2 separate regions of the Hordeum vulgare genome follow, and region 1 is linked to region 2. A link is a contact called in public Hi-C data. All regions are on one chromosome and are shown on one strand. Each heading gives the region's core, a stretch centred on a gene start, on an enhancer-like site or on the middle of the called end of the contact. The rest is flanking DNA. Distances are from core to core; before and after follow the strand shown.

The links. Hi-C and Micro-C count contacts between places; a contact is called where the count stands out from the background.
Region 1: a Hi-C map of leaf shows a contact between it and region 2, with 3 times the contacts expected there. The contact joins two enhancer-like sites. A contact is called at or near these places in 2 of 6 Hi-C or Micro-C datasets (both in leaf).

The regions. Positions count from the first base shown.
Region 1 is chr6H:503,779,453-503,786,272 of MorexV3_pseudomolecules_assembly, reverse strand. No RefSeq gene overlaps it. Among protein-coding and RNA genes, the nearest start is that of LOC123401591, 15 kb to the left of the region's middle. Within about 2 kb of position 4,057, at least 2 of the 3 cell types and tissues checked have open chromatin away from gene starts, as enhancers often do. A contact at or near this core is called in leaf, where this site is marked.
Region 2 is chr6H:503,059,145-503,066,231 of MorexV3_pseudomolecules_assembly, reverse strand. It overlaps LOC123401436, which reads left to right. Exons shown (of 23, transcript XM_045095252.1): 18 at 1,067-1,150; 19 at 1,238-1,422; 20 at 1,504-1,642; 21 at 1,751-1,810; 22 at 1,916-1,987; 23 at 2,069-2,606. The coding sequence ends at 2,182. Among protein-coding and RNA genes, the nearest start is that of LOC123401436, 14 kb to the left of the region's middle. Within about 2 kb of position 2,896, at least 3 of the 3 cell types and tissues checked have open chromatin away from gene starts, as enhancers often do. A contact at or near this core is called in leaf, where this site is marked.

The sequences.
Region 1 (6,820 bases), core at 2,808-5,307, 720 kb before region 2:
GAAAGATAACCAGGGGCAAATCCAACAACCAGAATAAAAGAACATTTCAACTAACTCTAAAAATAAGAAGATGAAGGTATGTTGAAAAAATAGTACGTACTACTTAACTTCTTCATAATGTTAGATTCACCATATTGTTTGTCTTGATTTACAAAGCATTTTCTCTCTACCTCCTTGATCATGTCATCCATGAACAGTAAACACACCAGTACCTCTTAGCACATCGCAAGTGAAGCTCCTATTTGAGAGAAGAAAAACAAGAAACAGCTAGTATAAGAGTTTCTCTTAATCTAGTGACAGAAGGATAAATCTTGCATCAGAGCATTGTTTGATCAGTCCGAGTAAGTATTAAATGCTGATTGTAGCATCGAAATATACCAATATCACTACATACTGCACATCAAAATAAGTAATAAATGCATTTGTACCATATGAAAAAAAAGTTCTTAGTTAGACCAGAGATAAAGATGGGGGAGATGGGCGATGGCCTAGACGCAACAATGTCAAAGGTGGGCGGCGACTTGGACAACAATCTAGTTTGGATCCTCCCCCTCCTGCAAGCATCCGTACACACATGCTAATGATCAAAGGAATTTTACAACTCAATACCACGAGGTGAATAATCAATGAAGCTCATACGCATATTAGGAGCCAGAAGTATGACAAATTTTGCTAAGACGGATTTTTTTTATTATACATGTTCTTTCCTCCTATATTGTTCTCACGTTATTATATATATTGTTCATCACCTAAAACTGCCCATGGATATATGTGTGAAAACCAATAGCTTGTAGCAAATTCGTATGAAGAAGAGGCCAAAAAAGGATTACATATGTTTTTAAACTACAGGATTAACTTCTAAAGTAACTGATGGAGGAACAAATACACATCAGTCTTCATCGTATATGTGTTACCATACATGCTAGTTGACCCCAGCGACGGTAACGGAGATGAGCGCCGGACGGGGTGACGGACAAACCTGGAAAATAATTTACAAACAACACTGCAAGATAATGTGCATGTCTAAATAAAACTGAAACTGCCCTTGGGAATACCTTTCGTCTATCAGGAAGTGTAGACACACAAAATTGTCAGGTGCAAAGTTGCATGCTCCAAGCAAATTGCTATCAAGCATAAAGATTTGGGAGTCCCTAAATCTGTACTGCTGATGCTAGGCATGTTCATTTCCGTCTAAAAAGATGAACACATTCATAATAATATTCATAATACTTGCAGTCTTGCGGAGTTACAGTACAATAATATTGCAGGGGGGTTCAGATGAACAGAGCCTGATGGATTTCAGGTGGATGGTTTCAGAGTTTCAGATACAAGCATAGGATTTACCAATCTCCAGGGGAACATGGTGAGCACGAGTGGTTCAATATCATCATCAGAGCATGGACGAGAAAGAATCAACTGAAGAACCAATCCAGCCAGGTAACAACAAGAACAAGAAATGGAATCAAGAAAGGAGAAAAGTTCCCCGTACCTGGAGGAGAAGAAGCCCCGGGAGAAGACCGAAGACAAACCGGGCCGTCAACGACTCAGGCTCTGGGGATCGCCCACGAACTGGCCAGCGCTGGCCGGGAGGAGAAAGCGTTGGGAGTTGGGCTGCGCTTTCCTATTCCTCCTCGTCCTGCCGTCTCGGGGCGCAAGAATAAACAACACGAGAGAGACATAGTGAGGGAGGTGGGGACGCAACACCGCACCAATGCCGTGGAATGGAGGTTGCACGGAATCGATCAGTCACACGCTTGCCATGAGCGGGGGTTCGGGGGAGCATGCCAACGCCATTGGAGAGGGTAAATTTTTTGGTTGGCTTCGCCGAGAGAGACAGAGTGAGGGAGAAGCCCGTCGCGGCGGCCGATGATGATAGCGGCAGGAGCGAGGGCGTCGCCAGCCCGGACACCCCGCTCGCCTTCCTCGAGGACGGCGAGCACGACGAGGCCACCGAGGCCGCCGCCGCCAAAGCCTGCGTGCAGGACAAGGTGAGCCGTCGGGCCGCGAGATCTACGCCCACGCCCGCGCATCCCTCCGCCAATCCCTTCCGCCTCGATTCCAATTTCTTGCTCCTCTATGGAAGATCGTGGGCAGCGCCGGCCGCGGAGGACCCCCGCGGCCCCGCCAGCTGAGAAGCCCGCTGCGGCGACCGATGATGATAGCGGCAGGAGCGAGGGCGTCGCCAGCCCGGACACCCCGCTCATCGTCCTCGGGCGAGCACGACGAGGCCACCGACGCCGCCGCCGCCGCCAAAGCCTGCGCGCAGGACAAGGTGATCCGCCGGGCCGCGAGATCTGCGCCCGCGCCCGCGCATCCCTCCGCCAATCCCTTCCGCCTCGATTCTGGTTACTTCCTCCTCGATGGAAGATCGTGGGCAGAAGATAGTGAAGATCGTGGGTGCGTCACGAGATGGAGGGATCAGGATCGAGGAGAGTTATCGAAGGAGGTTGACCAAATCGTGCTCGCGCGTGCGGGATGGATTGGGTTTTTTTTACTGTACGATCGAGGGGTGGGAGGATAGTCGAACCTGTTTAATTGCCGTTGGTTTTTGGAGGGTATTGAAAGAAATCAGTGGGACGATGGGGGTGGGAGGAGGTGGTCGAACTATGAGCGAGGTTGAACCATCACGACGGCACATCCTGCTTTAATAGTAGAGATATATATAGATTATTGTCGCCTTCTTATACATACCGAGAAAATCTTTATTGCATGGCAATTACAACACCGAAACTCTTAGCAAAGCTAAGACGGGTTGCAAGGAGGGAGAGAACATGTCTTCACAAATCTGAATTTCGTAAAAAGTTGTACACCCTTGCTACTAACTTATTCAGTAATATATGTGCTATGTGACATACAATTATACCATTGGAAACATTTCTTGAAAACGAATTTGGCAATTTTTTCTCTAACATAATGCATGTTTAAGTGGTGAAATTGATGGCCGAAGTTGTATTTTGAATGCTCACATGCCATGTAAATTAGTATGGAGAGTAATATTTTTTATCCAAGATGGATGGAGAAAAAATATGTCAAAGTTGGGTGGAAAAGAGGCCCTATGGTTTTCTTCATTGTGGAGCACAAAGCAATTCTGTGAAGGTGGACTTGAATACGAGTCACATGGATTTTGTTATATTATTAAATAGAAGATGATATTTGTCACAACACATTCATAAGCCACATGTGCACCCATAAGCCACATGTGCCATGTTTTGAATTACAATGATTGTTTGTTAAACCGTGGCAACGCATGGGCGTTAAACTAGTCCTTTTTGCATGCAAAATCTTAGACATGGCAAAAAAAGGTGTTACATACACGGAAGATTATTTTACATAATTATAACACGCACCTTCTGGGGAATGCAAGTGAGGCTATGAGCCAACTCATTCATGGGCTTCTCCTATGTATTTTCTCCCACCGGTATTTTCTCCGTTTCTTTTTCTACCATTTTTCTTTCGTGTTCTTTCTTTTTGAACTTATTTACCCAATTTATCAGTTTGGAAATTCGTAAATGTTTCACATTCGTGATTTGTTTTAAAATTTGAAAACATTTAACAAATTCATGAACATATTTTGAAATTGAGAGACATTTGTCACATCGATTTTTTGAATATATGGTAGCATTTTTTAAATACATGAAGATTTTTTGATATTTTTATAATTTTCGAATTCATGAACGTATTTGTAAATTGAAAGAAAAATTTAAATTGCGTACTTTTTTTTAAAATAAACAAACTCACAAATAATTTTCAAAAAATATACTCAGAACTAGATTTGTTATGTTTATAAAAATAATAATAATAAGTAATATCAATTCATAAATTAAAGAGAAAATATGATAACTAATCTTACCTGAAGTCAATCGCTTATAAAAATAAACCGGCCTTCTTTTAATAGGAAGTGGCCAATTAACTTTGAAAAAGTATGTTGTAGGTGATTTTCTGTAGCCGATTTAAGAAACCCGATTAAGAAATACCAGGGAAGCTCAGTGCTTGCAGCCCCTATATGGGCCAGCACAGTTAGCGCGGGTGATAATGGCTGCTAATACTATTCAACGCTCAATGGTCGTAATGTCGACGCTTCGCGCAGAGTTGTTGAGCGAGTGATCTAGCTGGTCCGGCCGTGTAAGGTGTTCATACCCAAACCCATCTTTGGGATCCTTGTAGTGTTTACCGGTCTTGGGTACCTTTCTAGAAGGTTCATTAACCATTTTTAGTTTTTGGTTCTTTCTTTATAGTTTTTTTTCATGCTTTGTTACTTTTTTCTATTTCTTTTTATTTTCTCAAAAGTACAAATTTTCAAAAAATGCCCATGGATTTATAAAATCAGTCAGAATTTGAAAAACTATTGTCTTATTAGTAAACATAGAGTTTCCAAAATTAGTCACAATTTTGAAAAAGTGTTAAAAAATCAAAATATTATTTTTTCTTTCAAATGTTTGGATTTAGAAAACTGCTGACAATAACATGTTTATGTTTTTTTTAAATGCTCACATTTTCCAAACATTATGGGGAATTTAAACAAAAATTGACTTATTTTCAAAAAAACTTTGATTTGTTATCATTTTCTTAAAATGTTTGAGTTTTCAAATAGTTTTTGATTTATCAAAGAACGTTCATGTTTAAAAAGTTGTCGACATTTTCAAAAGTGTTCAATACTACCGAAGTATTTTTTTGAGAAACAAAGGAAAACAACAGTAAAAAAACAAACGGCTACAATGTTGAGTGTGTATAGTAACAAACCACTATAGTACCACGTCGCTAGATGGGCCAGCCCAGTTGGGAGCTGCTGTGCATCGGGGTCCCTATCTGATGCACAACTTCCAACAATGGGTGTGTGATTGCTCATGCGCCGTATTACGTAGGTCGGAGAATTGGAGTACTTTGTGTTAGTTGACCTTGTTTTTATTCTTTTCTTTTTTTGAGTGGACTTCACTTTGTTTCTAAAGTCCAAATAGTTTTTTAGAATCGCCGCGCAATTTATTATATGTTGTTCTCATTTATTATAGTAATACATTGTGAATAATATATTGTGGGAAGCTGAACCAAACGTGGCGCCCCAAAGAAACTTCACCTTTAACTAGGTTGTGAGCTTCAAAGTTGGAAGACCTTTTCTCACGCGATAAGAAAGCGCTCTCCAACATTCGTTGCTGGGCGATGACCTCATTTATAAGGACAAGATAAGCACTAGGGTTATCTTCTCTAATGTTCTTCACCACCTCTAAGAAATTTGTGGCCACCTGAATGCGGCACACACTAAGATCGAATCAAGTGACGAAGCTTTGCTGGATGCTAGAGATTCCAGAGTCTAGAGAGGCGGATCAAAAAATCTTTCCACCACAATAGAAGGCGTCTCCAAAAATATCCCAAAAGCATCTCAACAAACTACACTCGTTGCTCCCTTTCTTGTGCTCTCGGCGTTGACGCTAGTCTTGGCCAAACCATTCACCAAAGGGATCCACTTCCCATGGTCACCACATCGTTGGTGTTGGTGCTAAATATGGCATATCTTGAGGTAGGGGTCCTAAGCTAGCGTCTTGGGACGATGGTAACATGGACACATGATTTGACCTAGGTCCGGGCTCTCTCGAAGAGATAATACCCTACGTCATGCTTTTGATTATATTGATAAGGGGTATAGTATAGAGTACAAGTATCTACCACAAGATTGTTGATTTAACTTGTAATCATCTATTGACTAGCATGGCCTCATTTTATATAATGCATCGGAGGCCTAGGGTTTAGAAGAGTCATCATCTTGTATGCCAAGTTGTGTGGATCTTCGTTGTATGCGTCATGGGCTGCCCAAAATGGCCCATTAGTGAATCGCCATGAGGGTCCTCAGCCCAACCCACCTGGTCGAGAGATGACATGGTGAGTACCCCTAGTCGAGGACTCCACCAGTAGCCCCTGAACCGGTCTTCGAGTTGGGGACACTCCTCGGTTCTTCTGAACTGTTCCTCGTCTTTGTCGCCGGTCTTGAAGGTTGGTTCAACAAATATTCTCATTTCCAATCTCGAATATTGTCGAGGTGTATCCGAAGAGTACAGTCGTCGTGCATTCAAGGAGCCCCTTTAAGTTCTGACCTTTATCAATACCTTGTTATTTTTACGCCACACCTCGGATTCAATGTATTTCCCGTGCGACGGTGTCCTCTTGCATCCGAGATCCAAGGTCAGATTACATCCTAGGGGTCTTGTTGCAGCCGAACTCCAATGCCAAACAACATTCGAGGTGTAAAATATCACCTCAATCTTGAAAAACTTGAAAGACTTTAGCAGATCTTCACACCGTAAAATTCTCCTATGCAGCCAACGAGTCACAGCTGAGCTCTGAGGCTAGTTTTGAGGTGGTAAACCACCTTGGTCTTGGGGTGATATTTTGTGGATTTTTTATCAGTGAAATCTATTCCGTGCCAAGATGTATAACCAGTAGACCTCAATGTGTGTGTCAGCCTAAAGTACAGTATGCACCTGAAGGATAGAATAAAACCATTGATTCCAGTAGCCCCTCAGACTCAGGTCGATTGGTGAAATCATCCTGAGGATCAAGTCCTTGCTCGACATCATACTTTAGGAACAGAAATGCGATGTGCAGTAGCCCCCGAGACTTAGGTTGGGTGCGACCGACCAACCCGAGGATCGTAATCTCCTCGCAACTCGTATTTCTTTTTTAAATTTACTGCGTTGAATCATCAATGGAGTAGCCCCCGAGACTTAGGTTGGGCAACATGTTAGACCCTAGTATCGTATCATCTCAGGAACTAGTCTAGACATCTTGTGCATTTTTGCAAATGCCGAGATGTATAGCAGTAGCCCTCAAG
Region 2 (7,087 bases), core at 1,647-4,146:
GAAGTGCCGAATAATCAGGAGAACGACCAGAAAAGACACTCGAGAGGAATACCACCATGTAGAGCAGCAGATGGCTGAATGTTGATGAGATACGTGGAAGTGGTAACGGCCTCAGCTCAGAAGTGAGGCGGAAGAGAGGCCACGATCATTATGGCACACCCTGTCTCAAGAAGGTGACGATGCTTGCACTCAGCCACACCATTCTGAGTTGAGCACCAGGGCAAGAGAATTGAGGAAGAGTACCTTGCTTAGCAAGGAACCCTTGCAGCGCATGGGAGATGTACTCACCAGCTGAATCGACGCGAAAAACACGAATGGGAGTGGAAAACTGGGTATGAACCATGACAGCAATTTTTTTTGTATATAGATAAGACCTGACTACAGATGAGAAGCTTGTCCAACATCGTCTGAGATGGTTTGGGCATATTCAGCACAGGCCTCTAGAAGCTCCAGTGCATAGCAGATGGCTAAAGCGTGCTGATAATGTCAGAAGAGGTCGCGGTAGACCGAACTTGACATGGGAGGAATTTGTAGAGAGATTTGAAGGACAATAATTGAAAACACACTTATCTGGTTAACTTTTCTTGTAAACTATGTTACTTAACTGGCTGAGGTATTTCTTTTGTACTGCTTGTTGAAAAGTTGCATGTTCTCTTACATGAAATGAGGGAACCTACTGATTTGATGGGTCATCAAGTGCATGAAGTTTCTGTTTGTGAATCTGGACCATGCTGAAGGGTTCACACTATTATGTTCACTTTGTACTGTGTGTTTGGAACATGCGATGAGCCGATGATGCAGGATGAGAGCACATCCTTGTGTTTGGTTGGATGTATGATATGAATAATTTCATGATAGGTGGATGTAATGGAACTCATGATAATGTTTTGTTCTGTTCCAGAAGGTGCTAAATTTTGATATTTGGACCTTCTATGCTCTTGCAACAGTGAACAAACAAAGGATTTGTATGATCTCTTGGAAGATGGGATCATACACCTGCACTATCCCATACAGCTACAAGCTTATTTCTCAGCAAAAATCTCACTGCTCTTATTTCTTCTTACAGTGGTTCGGAGATGCTGAGAAGTTGACGAAGGCCCTTTTCTCTTTTGCTAGCCGTCTAGCCCCTGTCATCATATTTGTAGACGAGGTATGTTCACTTCAATAGGAAAATGGTTACCATTACCTTGGTTATGAGCAATCTCTTGGTATGATGCAATTTCATCTGATATGACAGGTTGACAGCTTACTTGGCGCCAGAGGGGGTGCACTTGAGCATGAAGCAACAAGGAAGATGCGGAATGAATTTATGGCAGCTTGGGATGGTCTAAGGTCCAAAGAGAACCAACGTATCCTTATTCTTGGTGCTACGAATCGTCCATTTGATTTAGACGATGCTGTTATACGGCGTTTACCTAGACGGTAATATACGCGCTTGTGCTCTTTGCTTTCATTCAAGCTATACTGATATAGCAAGGTGTTCACCTGTTTCATCATGTACAGGATATATGTTGGCCTTCCAGATGCAGAAAACCGAAATAAAATTCTCAAGATTTTACTTGCTAAAGAAAACATAGAATCTGATTTTAAATTCGATGAACTTGCTAATGCGACAGAAGGTTATTCAGGAAGTGATCTGAAGGTATTAAACAAGAGCATTCGTTACCTTCTTCCCTGTAGTTGAATGAAAGTGAAACCGTGCTGTTTTTGTTCTTGTTTGTGTGCAATCATTCAAATGTTTAATGTGCAGAACCTATGCATAGCTTCAGCATACAGGCCAGTTCAGGAACTTCTAGAAGAAGAAAAGAAGGTAGTTTTGCTGACCTTTTAACTGTGGTCGCGATGTAAACATGTTCACAATCATCAAAACTTGTGTGCATCTCTTAATTCCTTGCATGTTTACTGTCTTCTGTAGGGACGTGCAAGTAGCAACAGCACTCACTTAAGACCCCTTGTATTGGATGATTTTATACAGGCAAAAGCCAAGGTACCGTCGGCTCATCAATTTTCCTAAAATTAGCAAGTTTTGTGTTTCGCATTACTCTTACATTGGCTATTCCATATGCAGGTAAGCCCGTCTGTTTCTTATAACGCGACAAGTATGAACGAGTTAAGGAAATGGAACGAACAGTATGGGGAAGATGGCAGCAGGACAAAATCGCCGTTTGGGTTCGGCAACTGACATGTTCTAGTAGCAACTTCCCAACAGTGTTGTTTGTAAAATCAATAGGCCGCCTATTTAGCGATAGGAAGTCAGCCCCCATTTTTCGCCTAGAGCCTATTTATACAGCCTCAGTGACCCTGTACAAATAGCAAAATATCAAGTCAAACGACAAAGTTCCAAGTTTTGCCAGTAGCTGGTATTACCGGCGATTCCGAAAATTTCCGACAATGTAATGCTGAGCTACAAATTTGCTCCAGCTCAGCATGAGCCTGATCCAGGTGTAAGTAGCACCAGAAAGTTTCAGTTGTTGTAATGGCACTAATTCCTAGGACTTGAACTCAATGAAGCAATTTTTTCATTACAGTCCTCAAGTGTTCCAGATCACAACGATTCCAGAGTATTACCTGTGTCGGTGTGTAATAAAGATGACATTTTGAGTCTCGATCGTTGGTCTGCGCTCTTTATTTACTCCTATACTTGTGAGTTGCCGTTTTTTCTTCTTATTTGAAAATTAACAAAACATCAGCAGTTAAGCTGTTGTATAATCTTTTTTGTCGTTGTTGAGGGAAGCTGTTGTATAATCTTACCCGTCTCAATTGGAGCGTCAGGGGATGGTAACCATGCACGTCAGGACTAGAGACGCGGTGGTTGGAACATATGGACATGAGGGCGTGGTGGTGACTGGGCGGTGCTAATCCTAATCCGCATCTGCTCACGAGTGGCTCTGGACCCAAGCAGGACCACACGCGCACCACGTGGTGCCATGCGGTACAGGATCTGCAGGCGAGAGAGAGAGTGATCCAACAGCTGGGAATGTGTGAATGCTCTCTCTCCGTGCTGATGCGTGGTCACGCTGGAGGGACCGCGATTCTCTTTCTTTTCGTCGCGTCCAGGGCAATCATGAGGCGTCATCGTGCGAGCGAGTCGGCACGCCGGGGTAGTTGTCGTGCGATCCTCCGCCTGGATGGCGACGGTGCTGTCTGTGTGCGCTGTAGTTACTGTCTCGAGAAGAAACGCTACTGCAAGGACAAGAGTACGCCCAGCCCAGACCAGAACGAGTCCGGACCGATCGCATGGGTGGAACACCTTCGCGTGGAGGCCAGTAACGTTCACACCGTCCAGCGGCAAGTCAACGTTCAGATCTCACTTTCAAGCAAGTGCGGACAGGGCAGCCCAACGTACCGTGTAAATCATTCGTCGGGTTTATTTCTGTGAAGAAAGAGTGAATTCCATCTTTTATCCTGCAGTTATACATTTGTGACACGCATTACCCGATTTAGTGAAACTTCTATCGAAATATCAGAATTTTCTGATTTTTACGCTTTTATCCTGATTTTGCATTTTGTTTATTTACATTAAATAGTATCGGCATGTTGCGTTAATGGTTCGTAAAAAAAGTATGAAAATTAGAGGACATCAATGACGATCATGTCCAGACTTTTCTTATTTATCTATTCCATTTCCTCTCCTCTTCCGAATATTTTTGGACCTCAGATGTCACCTCATATCTTTCCTAATGGACACGCATCAGAAACAAGAATCCAAAGCTTTCAAAAGAGCTATTCTAGACAAATTTTTATTCAACGGAGTAATTAGTGTCACAAATGCATATCTAGAGGTTAAAATGTGAAATTCTTTATAAAAAAAGGTTGGTGAAACCAAACTATGGTTGATTGGTTAGGAGAATAATGATATTCCCTGTTCATTAGAGTTCAAGTCATACACTTGATATTTATGCCCGCATTTTTCAATTTATTTTAGGTCTTTTAACGATGTGCATTTATTAAAAGAAGACATTTCTGTCGAAAGACGTCTGTAACGACTTCGTCAATCTTTATATGATGTTTCGGCTCAGTCTTTTGAAAATGTTCATAGAAATAGGATATACGTATATACGTTTATAAAGATCAATGTATATTCATGTATATGAACGACTTCAATTATATCATGTTAAAAAATAGAAACAAAAATGAGCTGCAAAACCCAACTTGCATGGTATATGCAGACCGGACCAGACTAGAGCAACCTGGTTGGTGGCCTCGCAGACTTGAGGGACGATGATCCCGGATCTGACAGGCTTCCGATGGTTCTCGGAGTCTCGGGGATGGTTCGGTTGGTGGCGATCACGTTTTGTGCACTGTGTCTCCACTCTCTACTAATCTCCACAAAATGAAACAACAATGATGGAATAGGTTTCTATCACTGCATTTTTCCTTATGCGGGTGACTAGCACTGCAATTTCGACCAACCGCTTATGTTGACCTCGCTATCCAACGAGTGCCCCACGTGATTCTTCCACAACAATTTATTCCGTACCAGCTACCACCATAAAATGCTCTCCCCATCAGGGGCGGTCCTACGATTTTGGGACCCGGAGCGAAATCAAAATTCAAACCCTTAAAATAAACAATATAATAAGAATTATGAATATATGTATACATGAAATATTATCAATAAACATTTAAATGCATTCAAAACAAAATAGACTTCTTCTTCAGTACAATCCTCGAACACAACAACGGTTTAGATTGAATGATACTCTTTCACAAAAAAGGGTAGGATGGTCTTTTTCCCTGTTCCAACGTAAGCGCGTCAGCCTCGCGGCGTCAGCGGACGGTCGGGCGACGTACAGGTACCTGGGGTACGCGTCGTACCCGCGCCAGCTCACGTGGCGCGTCGTCTCCACGTCACCCCGCATCGCCCTGACCGCGGTCAAACCAGACCCCTTCGCGCCGATTCCAGATTGACTGTCGGTTCCCGAGGCCGCCGCCATTAATCCCGTCTGTGTCGTCAGTTCGCCGTCTCCCGAGACCGCCGCCATTAATCCCGCCTGCGTCGTCAGTTTGCTGTCTCCCGAGGCCCGCCGTATTAACGCCGGACGCCGTCGCCTATTGACCGTCGGTCCGCCGTCTCCCGAGGCCCGGCACATTAACGCGTGATGCCGCCGCCTATTGATCGTTGGTCCTGCCATCTCCCGAGGCCGGCGCATTAACGCGTGAAGCTGTCGTTTCCCGAGGCTCGTCGCCTCCCTGAGGCAATGCATTTACTCCGGGGGAGTAACGCTGCCCAACCGCCCCGTCGCCTCCCCTTCCCCCGACGGTCTATATAAAGCCGACGTCGCCAAGACGCGTGGTACGTCCCAAACGTATCTATAATTTCTGCTTGTTCCATGATCTTTTGGATGACATTGTTATATGTTTTTCTACACTTTTATATCATTTTACACATATTTGGACTAACCTGCTAACTTTGTGCATCCAATGTCAGTTTCTCTTTGCTCATGTCTATTTTGCAGGGGCTTTTACCCAATTTTCCGAAGCCCAAAAAATTCCAGAAAAAAAAGTATAAAATCAGCGAAACAGAAGCTTCCGGATCACCGAAGATGGGCCAGAGGGGGCGAGGGGCTGCCCAAGCGACCTGCTGGCGCGGCCAGGCCCTAGGCCGCGCCAGGAGGCCGCCTGGGTGGGCCCCACCTCCTCCGGTGCCCTCCTTTGGCCTATATTTAGATTCCCGAGAGGAAACCCTTTCAGACTTTCTGGAATCGCGAATTTCTCCATCGTTCCACCGCCGCAGCGCTTCCGAGATCGGGAGCGTCAGGAGACCTCTTTCCGGCACCCTGCCGGAGGGAGGATTGACCTCTGGGAGCTTCTCCACCGCCATGGACGCTTCTCGGACGTGCCGTGAGTAGTCCTCCTTGGACCATGAGTCCATGACCAGTAGCTATGTGATGTCTGTTGGAATTATGCCCTAGAAGCAATAATAAATATAGTTATTATTATAATTTCTGTATCAAGATAATCGTTTATTATCCATGCTATAATTGTATTGAATGAAGACTCATTTACATGTGTGGATACATAGACAAAACACTGTCCCTAGCAAGCCTCTAGTTGGCTAGCCAGTTGATCAAAGATAGTCAGTGTCTTCTGATTATGAAAGTTGTTGCTTGATAACTGGATCACGTCATTAGGAGAATCACGTGATGGACTAGACCCAAACTAATAGACGTAGCATGTTGATCGTGTCATTTTGTTGCTACTGTTTTCTGCGTGTCAAGTATTTGTTCCTATGACCATGAGATCATATAACTCACTAACACCGGAGGAATACTTTGTGTGTATCAAACGTCGCAACGTAACTGGGTGACTATAAAGATGCTCTACAGGTATCTCCGAAGGTGTTCGTTGAGTTAGTATGGATCAAGACTGGGATTTGTCACTCCGTGTGACGGAGAGGTATCTCGGGGCCCACTCGGTAATACAACATCACACACAAGCCTTGCAAGCAATGTAACTTAGTGTAAGTTGCGGGATCTTGTATTACGGAACGAGTAAAGAGACTTGCTGGTAAACGAGATTGAAATAGGTATGTGGATACTGACGATCGAATCTCGGGCAAGTAACATACCGAAGGACAAAGGGAATGACATACGGGATTATATGAATCCTTGGCACTGAGGTTCAAACGATAAGATCTTCGTAGAATATGTAGGATCCAATATGGGCATCCAGGTCCCGCTATTGGATATTGACCGAGGAGTCTCTCGGGTCATGTCTACATAGTTCTCGAACCCGCAGGGTCTGCACACTTAAGGTTCGACGTTGTTTTATGTGTATTTGAGTTATATGGTTGGTTACCAAATGTTGTTCAGAGTCCCTGATGAGATCACGGACGTCACGAGGGTTTCCGGAATGGTCCGGAAACGAAGATTGATATATAGGATGACCTCATTTGATTACCGGAAGGTTTTCAGAGTTACCGGGAATGTACCGGGAATGAAGAATGGGTTCCGGGAGTTCACCGGGGGGGGGGGGGCAACCCAACCCGGGGAAGCCCATAGGCCTTGTGTAACATCCCAAAATTATAAATTTTGGAATGTTAATATAATCATTAGATTGATTGTTTGTTGGTTGCTTCAGTGAC